Linked DNA regions of Mus musculus: region 1 is linked to region 2. The links are chromatin contacts, called in public HiChIP or PLAC-seq maps. All regions are on one chromosome and are shown on one strand. Each heading gives the region's core, a stretch centred on a gene start, on an enhancer-like site or on the middle of the called end of the contact. The rest is flanking DNA. Distances are from core to core; before and after follow the strand shown.

Evidence for each region. HiChIP or PLAC-seq counts read pairs in DNA pulled down with a chosen protein or histone mark.
Region 1: an H3K4me3 HiChIP or PLAC-seq map of forebrain shows a contact between it and region 2, with 3 times the contacts expected there. The contact joins the promoter of Tmem200b here to the enhancer-like site in region 2. A contact is called at or near these places in 1 of 39 promoter capture datasets (hippocampal neurons) and 4 of 115 datasets of contacts at active chromatin or transcription factors (embryonic hindbrain, embryonic limb bud, embryonic stem cells and 1 more).

The regions. Positions count from the first base shown.
Region 1 is chr4:131,920,150-131,924,956 of GRCm38.p6, reverse strand. Tmem200b (transmembrane protein 200B) reads right to left here and starts at 3,186. Exons shown (of 1, transcript NM_001201367.1): 1 at 1,817-3,186. The coding sequence starts at 3,186. The coding sequence ends at 2,332. It overlaps Epb41 (erythrocyte membrane protein band 4.1), which reads left to right. Exons shown (of 21, transcript NM_183428.3): 21 at 1-1,528.
Region 2 is chr4:131,241,987-131,246,803 of GRCm38.p6, reverse strand. No RefSeq gene overlaps it. Among named protein-coding and RNA genes, the nearest start is that of Gm25261, 5.1 kb to the right of the region's middle. Within about 2 kb of position 2,628, at least 56 of the 459 cell types and tissues checked have an H3K27ac peak or open chromatin away from gene starts, as enhancers often do. A contact at or near this core is called in forebrain, where this site is marked.

The sequences.
Region 1 (4,807 bases), core at 1,937-4,436, 680 kb before region 2:
GCCTGAGGACGCCCACTGGGAGCTGGGGCATTTCCATCTCCTGGTGGCCATCCCTGGTCAGGGTGTGAGTGAGCTCTGCTACTCCCCACCCAGTGCCTGAGGAGCCTGTCAGGTTTTGAGAGCTTGATTTTATGGTGGGTTTTGGATTTAGTTTCCTTTTTCCTTTTTTAAATATTGGTTTTAAAAAGGGAGCCTGATGCCCCCAATTGGTAGTGAGAATTTGGGGACCTCCCCAACCCCCGACCCCACAAACAGGGCCTCTGTAATCCTCCAGCTAACTTCCTACAAACATCTGCCTGGAAGATTAGTAGAATCCTAATTCTAGGCTGGAATGAGCTTCATGAGGCTTGACAGAGGCTCACTGTCAGCCGTGGCTGGGGGCTGAAGGGGAGTAAGCAAGAGCAAAGTGGGAAGCCACGGCAGCCTCCGGCCTCCCCTGCTGAATGCTCTATACAAATTCAGCACCTTTGACTGGTTTTGAGTGTGCATTTTCTTTTAGTGATACTGTTACCAGTGGCAGTTTGCTTTACAGAGGGGGAGCCCAGGTGGGAGAGAAATGGGCTTGGGTTCCATTCTCAGAAGTGAATTGCAGACTGGAACTGAGCCAGAGAAGGCTGGGCTGTAGGGGTTGGATTAGCATGGGCTCAAGCTACACCAGCTCTGAAGAGGAGGAGCAGGAGGAGCCTGCCCACTGGGCATCGTGCCATCCCCATCAGGACCTCAGACCTGGGGTACCTGAACTCTGTCCCTCTGCTGCCGCCTCTGTCTGGAAATTGGACCAGAATTCTGATGTCCCTCCAGCCTCCTCCCCCTCCTCTGCTGGCTCTGGCAACAGATCCTGGGATATGGTAATTGTTTGGATTTTCTTTCTTTCTGCAGTTGTGTGTGAAGAACAGGCTCTGTCCAGGTAGAAAGATTGAGGGGCAGGGGGAGGGGAGTCCCATCTCCAGGGTCAGAGACTTGGCAGGACTTTCCCCAAAGTGACTCAGGCACACCACAGTAACAGTCCCAACTGCAGTTTTATTTTTACTTCAGAAGTAGATTTCCTTCAAACCACATGAGATCTCTGCCACCCACCCACAATCAAGCCCTATATTCCCAAGGAGGCTGACTCCGGGGGCCCTTCCCCCCAGGCCAGCAATGTATTCCGGGGATGTATTCTGGGGTCTGAGGGCCCTGGCCCATTCTGAGAAATGGAGCTGTAGCTATGGCCTAGCCAGCACCCCCAGTGCTCGCTCATGGGAAATATCAGCCCTAGGCTGGTTGTTTTTACAAATCTCTCTCAGATATATTATTTTCATGACAAAAATGAAGGAGCTTTGTAAATTTTTTAAAAATTATGAATCGTATCAAGTAGTTGTTTACATTTGACAAAATAGGAACTATGCCGGCAGAGTCCAACCGAAAACCCCCTAGGTGAGATAGGCAGTAACTGGGCCTGCTGTCTGCGCCTTTCGTAGTGACAGATGTGGCTGTAGTGTTTAGGTGTTTGGTCTTGCTTCTTGTATGGCATTTTTCAATAAACTTTAAAAAAAAAAAAAAAAGCCTGACTGTGAGGATTGATCCACTTTTAAAGTTCTCTTCTAACAAAAGCATGGGAAAATTAATTTAATACCTGGGAAGGGAAGCTGCCGCCGCCGCCGAGTGCAGTGAGCTACCCACACTGGGCTAGGGTGCAGTGGGAAGGAAGTGCTGAGAACTGGAGGGTGCCTCTGCCAGCTGGGGGAGGCTTTGCACACAGGTCAGACCGACCTGTCTCCAGGGGAGCAGTCCGATCCCAGGGTCAGGGCTTTGGCAGTAGTTAGCCCTGCCGGGACAGAGCCACTTGACTGAAGGAAGAACAGACCTGAGGTGGTGGCAGTTAGAGTTGCGGTCACTGCCCCAGACAGCTGCAGAGGGTCTCATTCCACCTCATCGCCCACCTTCCCCCGGTGGTCCCATTTCCACCAGGACTACCAACTTAGACGGAGCCTGTCCCAGCCTGGGACATCCCAACCTACCACTGTTGTTTGCCAAGGAACCCTGTGCATCTCACGGTGCTCTTGGCCTACCCTGCAGCCCTTCAGGTGCCGGTCCTGGGCTAAGGCCACATGGGCTGAAGAAATTCCTGAGGCTGAATCATGCTGGTGTCCACATTAACACATGCCCCTGGAGCTCGTTCGGTGCAGCTGGCACTGCTACACATGCAGGTCAGCAGCCTTGGCGGCTGCTGCCACCACAATATCCATCCTAGCCTCGGAGGTGACTGGAGCAGCTATTGGGCACTGGACTTCTGGTGTCCCAGTCCCATGGTCCACACTGGTAGCCTCACAGCAGGTTATACCTTGAACCTCAGACCCGGGCCCCCAAATCTCCGCCTAATTTGGCATAGCCCCCCAAACTGAGTCGGTCCAGCCGTGGCCAGCTTCGGTGGGCACAGTCCCGAGTTGCTGGCGCCCCCAGAAGAAGCTCCCCTAGGCCCAGGTCCAGAGACTTGGAGTGCTCGATGCAGGAACCAGAGGGCTGCACCGTGATGATCACGTGTCCAGTCTGAGTCCGAGGACCCCAGGGTGGTGGCAGCCCCGGGCCCTTCAACGGGTAGCTGTGGAGCAGGGCAGGCAGCCCCGATCGAGGGTTGGCAGGTTCAGAGCGCAGGCTGCGCACCGACGGGACGGGCGAGGGGCCCCTCCTCGGGGCCAGGTCCCAAGTTTCGGGTTCCGCGACGGCGCCCGGGGACCCATGCGCGGGACTGGGCAGCAGCGCGTCCCAGCCTGGGCCGTCGGGCGGCCGCAGCGCCTGAGCCCTCAGCATGCCCCGGCGGAGACGCCGGGTCTCCAGGTCGCGGTTCTCGTAGAGCAATGTGTTGGCACAGATGAACACGAACAGGCCGACGCCCATGATTACCGGTCCCAGCAGCCGCAGGCGCTCGTGCGGCCCGTGCGCGCGGCCGGTCCTCGGGGCGTGGGTGTGGGAGGCGCGGCCGGGCCAGTAGCCGGCCACGGCGATGCCCATGCCCACCAGCACCACGAGCGCGCCCAGCGCCGCGAACGCCCCCGACGGCGAACGCAGCCGCAGCCGAGCCCGCACCCGCAGCGGCTCTGGCGGGGAGCGCGGCCGCCTCCGCCGGCCCAAGCGGCGGCCCAGGCGCGAAACGCGGCCCTCGGGGCTCCTGCGCGCGCCGCCGTCTCCGGGGCTCCCGGCCGTCATCGCGCGGTCGTCCGGGCGCTCTGCGGGGAAGAGCAGAGAGGCAGACACTGACCCGACGGGCCGGGCTCCGGGGGAGGGATGCGCGGGGCCGCCTCGGCCGGCCGCTTGGAGATCCCTGGCGGCCACCCCCGGATTTTCCCGGGGCCGCAAGGCAGGGAGCCGCCCCCGCTCGGGTTTTCCGCAGCGGAGCTGGGAGCCAGCGTTGGCCGGGCCCGCGGGCGGTGCGCAGGGAGGGGGCTGCGGGGCTCGGGTGCAGCCGGGGCTGCGGGGCTCCTGCAGCCTGCGCGCGCTCTGCTCGCCCGCCCGCCCGCCCACCCGCGCGGGCCCCCCTTGCGATCGCGGCCGGGGTAAGTACCTCCCGAGCTCGACCCCACCCCCCGCACGTGGCCGCCCCGAAGTAACCAGGGGAGGGGGTACTCGGATCGCCCGGGGCTGCGGGGCTCGCGCGCGCGCGCCCCACCTCCCCCTTACTGCGCTTTACATACCGCAGCGAGGGCCGGCGGAGGTGTCTCTGACTCCGGCTTCTCCTTGCTCGCCCCCTCCTTGCAGACTTCCTCAGCCGGCACTGGAGCTGCAGCAGGAGAGACTTGAGCTAGACTCTGGGAAAAACCGCTCTGGCCGAGACCAGCCAGTCAGAGCAGAGGAGGCAACGGCGGACTTTGTCCAGGATTCTTCTCCACTCCTCCAGAAGAGGCCTCCCCCTCCCCCCACGGCCGGGCTAGAGCCGGGGCTGGAGGCAGGGGACTGCCAGTGCTGGACGCAGGTCCTCGCCGGACGGACTCTCCTCCTGGATCGCTCGCCGGCCCAGGCAAGGCTGTTCCCAGATTGCGGTGTTTCCGATTCGGGCTCCCGGGGATGAATCATCCCCCTTTCCCGCCGCCTGGCCTCTTTTCCAGCCTCCTCCGCCCGAGGCCTCCGTGGGCCGCGTCCGGGCCAGAACAGCACCGCCCCGGGGTCGGGGCCGCACGCTGGAGCCGCTCCAGGAGGCCTTGTGCCCTGGTCCCGGCGCCGGGAGGCCGCGGGCAGCGGGGTCCGGGCGTCCGGTCTCGGTCCCCGGTGTCCCGGAGAGAAGCGGCAGCGGCGCCCGTCCCGGGCCTAGCACGGAGCGACCCCGGCCCGAGGCCCTGCAGACCCGGCCCGGACCCCTGCACCCCCGCTGCGCCCCGGGCCGGCTGCAGGAAGGGCGCGGGATGGCTGAGCCCCGCCCCGGACCCCGCGACCCGCCTCCGCCCGCGCCCTCGACGGAGAGGCGCCCGGCCGGCCCCGCCGACGGCCCCGCTCGCTCCGCCGGGCGCGCGGCCAGTTTCCATGATGCGGACTCGGCCCGGGAGCCCCCGCCTGGGATTGATTAGCCCGCGGCCCGTACTAATGAGAGCCGGCTGCGCGCGCGGCCCTCGCCCCTCTGGCCCCGGAGACCGGCATCCCCCGGCCGCAGAGCCTCCCAAGTGGATCTGGAGAAGGCACCCCTGCCCCACAGACGCTGAGCCCTCCCGTTCCCTCTGCTCTCCAGGGCTGACGCCTGAGGCATCTGCCTGTGTTGACTTCCTACTCACTCGCCCGCCGCCCGGGCGGGTGTGTGGATCCCCTGTCTTCCGGGTGTCCCTCCCACAACTGAGACCAC
Region 2 (4,817 bases), core at 1,379-3,878:
GGGAGGGATGGAGGGGAGCCTGGGGGAAGGGGAAGGTTCTCCCAGGAGGGAAGTGACCAGAGGAGACTCCCCACGGGAGTGGAACCTCTGAGCTAGCCACTGTAGTAACTGCACTTGAGCCAGTGGGATGGAAAGACCCTTACTCCCACCTTGGTCTCCCTAACTAAGGCCACCTGGGCTCAGTATACCCAGCTAACTGAAGCTTAAGTACAGGGATTGTGATCATGACATTGTTGTGAGCCCTTGGGAGAGCCACTGGGTCTCTCTGAGTGGTCTCTATGCTGGGGCCAAGTAGGAGCCAAATGCATGCACTTTTAGGAGAGGGAGGGCAGGAGAAAAAGTGGTGGGAGAGAGGAAGGGAGGGAGGGAGAGAGAGACAGAGGCAGAGAGACAGAGACTTGATTTCAGGTAACACAATACTCCATGTGGCAGGTGGGCTCAGTGACTTCACTGCAAACACTGCCCCTCAGTGACGCCCTGGCCTGAGTTGCAGGTACTGAGGAAAGCATCTGCCCTCAGGTCTCTTCAGACCTAGCTGGAAGGGTCAAGTGGCTCTAAAAGGCAGCTCAGAGCTACAAAGCTATTGGATCCCAGCATAAGGTCTATAGGGGGCTACAGTCTGGTCAAGTTGTCCTCTCTAGCCCTGTGGAATGTCACCCATGGGGTCAAGTGTATGACAGAGCCCAGGCAGAGCCCCTTCACAGTGCCAGCTCTTAGCCTAACGGCAGATCTGTCTGAGTTTTTGTCACCACCCTTTCCTGTCCCTACCCGAGTCTGAAGACCCAGAGGACCTCCCCTAGCCAGTGCCCTTCACTAGCTCTGCCCACCTCGTTCATTCCTCCTCCAGCTCAGCAAGGTCCTGTTGCCTCCCGCCTTCTTCATCACAATCGAGGCCCTAAGAGGCACAATGAAGCTTCACCAAACCTTTTAAGAACGATGTGTTTCCTGCTCACCCGTATTCTCACACTGGTATTCTGTATGCCAGCAATAGCAGGGTCAAGAGAAATGGAAGAAAAAGAGACATGAAACCAGGGTCTTCATTGAGATAAAGAGGGAGTGTTTGAGTGGAGTGTGAGTCTGTGGTGTTTCCTGTGGGCTGCTGACAGGGGAGAGGTTGACGAGCCTTTCTTATCTTTCTTGGAGCTTTCCATACAGAAGGATGCCAGCCCTGCTGCCACAGCCAGCAAGACGCACCCCTTCCTCATCAACTCAGTACAAGACACCTTTCCCATCAGCCAGGTGCAGCTCACCAGAGTAGGAGCCTACTGAAGTGTCCGTGGTCCGTCCCTACTGCATGGGAAGGAGTGTTGACGGGGTGGGGCAATGACAGTCCACTGAGATCCCAAGTCTCCAACTCTCCTCAGTTGTTGGAAACACCCTCTTCACAGCCAGAAATCCATGTGTAGGAGCTGAGCTACGTAGTAGTAGTAGAGATGGGGTGTGGCTCCATCGAGGTGGACATTTGACTCTCCCAATCATCCTGGGGTCCCAACACTGAACTGATGGCGACCTTTGTGGGGGTCATAGAAGAGAGAAGAGCTTTTCTTTCCCAGAATCCTATTCAACAGGAGACTCTCAGGCATGGCCCTACAGTCCTGGGCTGATGACTGGTGGCCAGCAGGGTTGATCCCTGAGTGGGCTGTAGTCTAATGACTTTATCAGGGCTGCAAGGGAAGTCCTGGTCCCCTCATTGCAGATGTGCCTCCAGCTTACCTGGGCCTCAAAACCTAGTGAGCAGGAGCCCCAGGCACTTCTGCTCCTTCCCATTCCCCACTCCTATCAAGGAGCCGTCCTCCCTTGTCCCTGAAGGCAGATCTGCCTGAGGCAGAGAGGGCTGCCCCAGAATACCTGGACAACCTTCTGGAGAATTCCAACCTAAAGGCTGCAGGTCTGAGCCCAGTGAACTGTGGCTGTCCCTCCCTCCTGGATGTCCTGTTCTTCCAGTTTGTCATTCAAACAACTGGGCTTCCTCAAGGGAGCCGGTGTTAGTGTCTTTGGCCCACAATGCACCTCTCTTTCTCAGGCTCCACATTTTTTTTTTATTCACTGTAGGACCCCACCCCACAGGATGCTGTAGCTCAACTTCAGAATAAGTCGTCTCTCCTTAATTAACCTCTCTGGAAATGCCCTCATAGATACGGGTGGAAGTGGGGTGGAGGTGTGACTCCTAAGCTAGCCAATTTGACAATGGGATAAACCATCTCAGGAGGATGGATACTCGGGTGCCTGCACAGGGCTCACATTCTCTTCTAGTCCATGACAGAGGCAGAGAAAATGGACCCAGAGTCAGGTGGAGAGAAGAAAGGAACTAAAAAAAAAAAAAAAAAAAAAAAAAAACCCTAGATGTGCACAAAGACTCAAAGTAATGGCTAGTAGCTCCACTGGCCCTCTGCTACAGGCTCCAGCACAGGGGCAGGAAAACAAAAGGGTTCGTTGGTTATCTGGAACGCCTGGGGCCTTAGGCTCCCAGGAGCTTCTAGTCCCCTACACTCCCTAAGCTAATGTATGGGCAGGAGGGAGGCAGGAGGCAGGAGGAGAGAAGCTGGACAAGCCAGGCCACCCCTGGGAGCAGGATGCTTATCTGGGCCCAAGAATAGAACTGCAGGGCGCACAGAAGCACAGGCAGGCAGTTCTCGCTCCCCAGCCTGTCAGCACTGGGGAGTGATCAGACTCTTAAACAGGCCTCATTATTTCTCCCAGGGCTGTGACGCCCTTTGGAAAAATGGATGTTTGCTGCCAGCTCGTCCCCTGAAGACACGTTTGTCACAGGCTATTGTGTAAATCCATGTTTGGCCCATTTTTAAAAAACTGCGATTTACCCAGTTGTCTAGTCTCCTCCAACCTCTAAAATGTGGCTGTTATTAGGAGCTCAGGAAGGAGCCAGAAAATGTCACTGGGAGGGAGGGAGGGAGGGCTGGGGGGAGGGCAGCTGCCTCTGGTCTTCTGCTGTGGAGAAAGCCTCCTGAACAGAGGACAGGAAGTGATGGTACCCGGGGGCAGAAAACAAGTCCAGAACATTCTAAGGAAAGAGTTTGGGATGCTGGAAGCATCTGCCTTCACCCTCATTCACTCCAAAGAGTCTCACTGAGCCCTGCTATGTGCAGACCTGGAGAAACAGCTAATGACAAATAGGTCTCAGTCACCAGGAGCCAGTGTGCTGGGCTGGGAGGAAGAAAGAGATAGATACCGGATGTAATCAAGGCCATCATGGGAGGAACGGTGTTAGGGAGGGAGCCATGCAGGGTGACATCATTAGGACTCTCCTGAGGCCGGCCGGCATGGACAGTGATCATTGTGTGCTGTAGGGACAGAGAGGGTTTCTCTGGGATGAAAACCAAGGACACCAGGAAGGAGCTGGTGAAATGGCTCATCAGGCAAAGGCACTTGCTATGCAAACCTGGCAACCTGAGTTTCATCTTTGGACCCCACCTTAAGGTGGAAGGAGAGAGCTGACTCTACAAGTCGTCCTCTGAGCACCACAGGACACGCTACAGCACTTGCCCCCACACCCAATTATGATAGTTTAATAGTGGATGAACTTGCCTTGGGGATGCTCAGGTCCAGGCTGTGAGCTTCAGGATGGGGCCAGAGGAGACACTGGCAGGAAGTAACATTTGAGCATCCCTCCAGGTAGACAGATAAGAGCTTTCTTTTTACATTAGCGCTGGACAGAAAGGCATAGACCCCAGTCAGTAGAAAACATCCTAGAACCATGAGTGTCCCATGCAAAAGGGAACACTGAGAGGTTGTCAGTATCCTGGGGTGCAGTGTATGACCGCCCTCAACTGGCCCTGAGCAGGGTGGGCTGTATCCTAAGGCAAGAGGACCTCAAGTCTTGCAGGTGTTTGGCCGGCCATGGACTATACCAGCTGTAATGGGCAAGCATGACCAGCACAGCATGCTCTGGATCCAGAGAGTGAAAGGTGAGACATTGGTTTGTCTGTCTTTGTCCTACCCTCCCCCATTCCCAGCAAATCAACAAAGCGAGAGCATCCATGTTTAAAATGCTAACCACAAACATAAACTTCTGACCATGCCCACTGGGTCCCGAGGATCTGAAGGCAGATTGGGGAAGACAAAGCTTCAGTAACTTAGGCTACCTCCCGTGGGGACCACACCCAAGGACAGGAAAGCTGCCCCACCCACCTCTGACAGCCTTCCCCCTCATCCTCGCCTAGCCTGGAAGTGCAGGCAACACCCAGACCTCCCCCACTTAACCACTCCAAACCTTACTGATCTCCTCCCTTGAAGGAGCAGTCCCTGAAGGCCAGCCCCACATAACCAGCCCAAACCAGGTCAACTTCCTCAGCCCTGTTTCAGATTAGCTCAGCCATCTCCCTAGGGAACCTAGCTTTCATTTGCTCCATTATTAAATCATCGGGACCTGGTGACTCCCAGCAGGCGGCTTCTGGAAAGGTTTTTGGGTCTGTCGGGCTCTTTGCCTGGTACAGAACTGGGCCATTGCCTAGGCTTCCTGAGAGCCAGGAAGGCCACAGTCAGTACCACACCACAGGGCTGGAGCCCTTTGGAATATAATTCCACTGCAGACAGTAGACACGTAACATACATTTAGAAGCTGCTTTTGGGGGCTGGTGAGATGGCTCAGTGGGTAAGAGCACCCGACTGCTCTTCCGAAGGTCCGAAGTTCAAATCCCAGCAACCACATGGTGGCTCACAACCACCTGTAATGAGATCTGATGCCCTCTTCTGGTGCGTCTGAAGACAGCTACAGTGTACTTACATATAATAAATAAATAAATAAATCTAAAAAAAAAAAAAAAGAAGCTGCTTTTGCTCAAAAGCAGACTCCCTGCTTA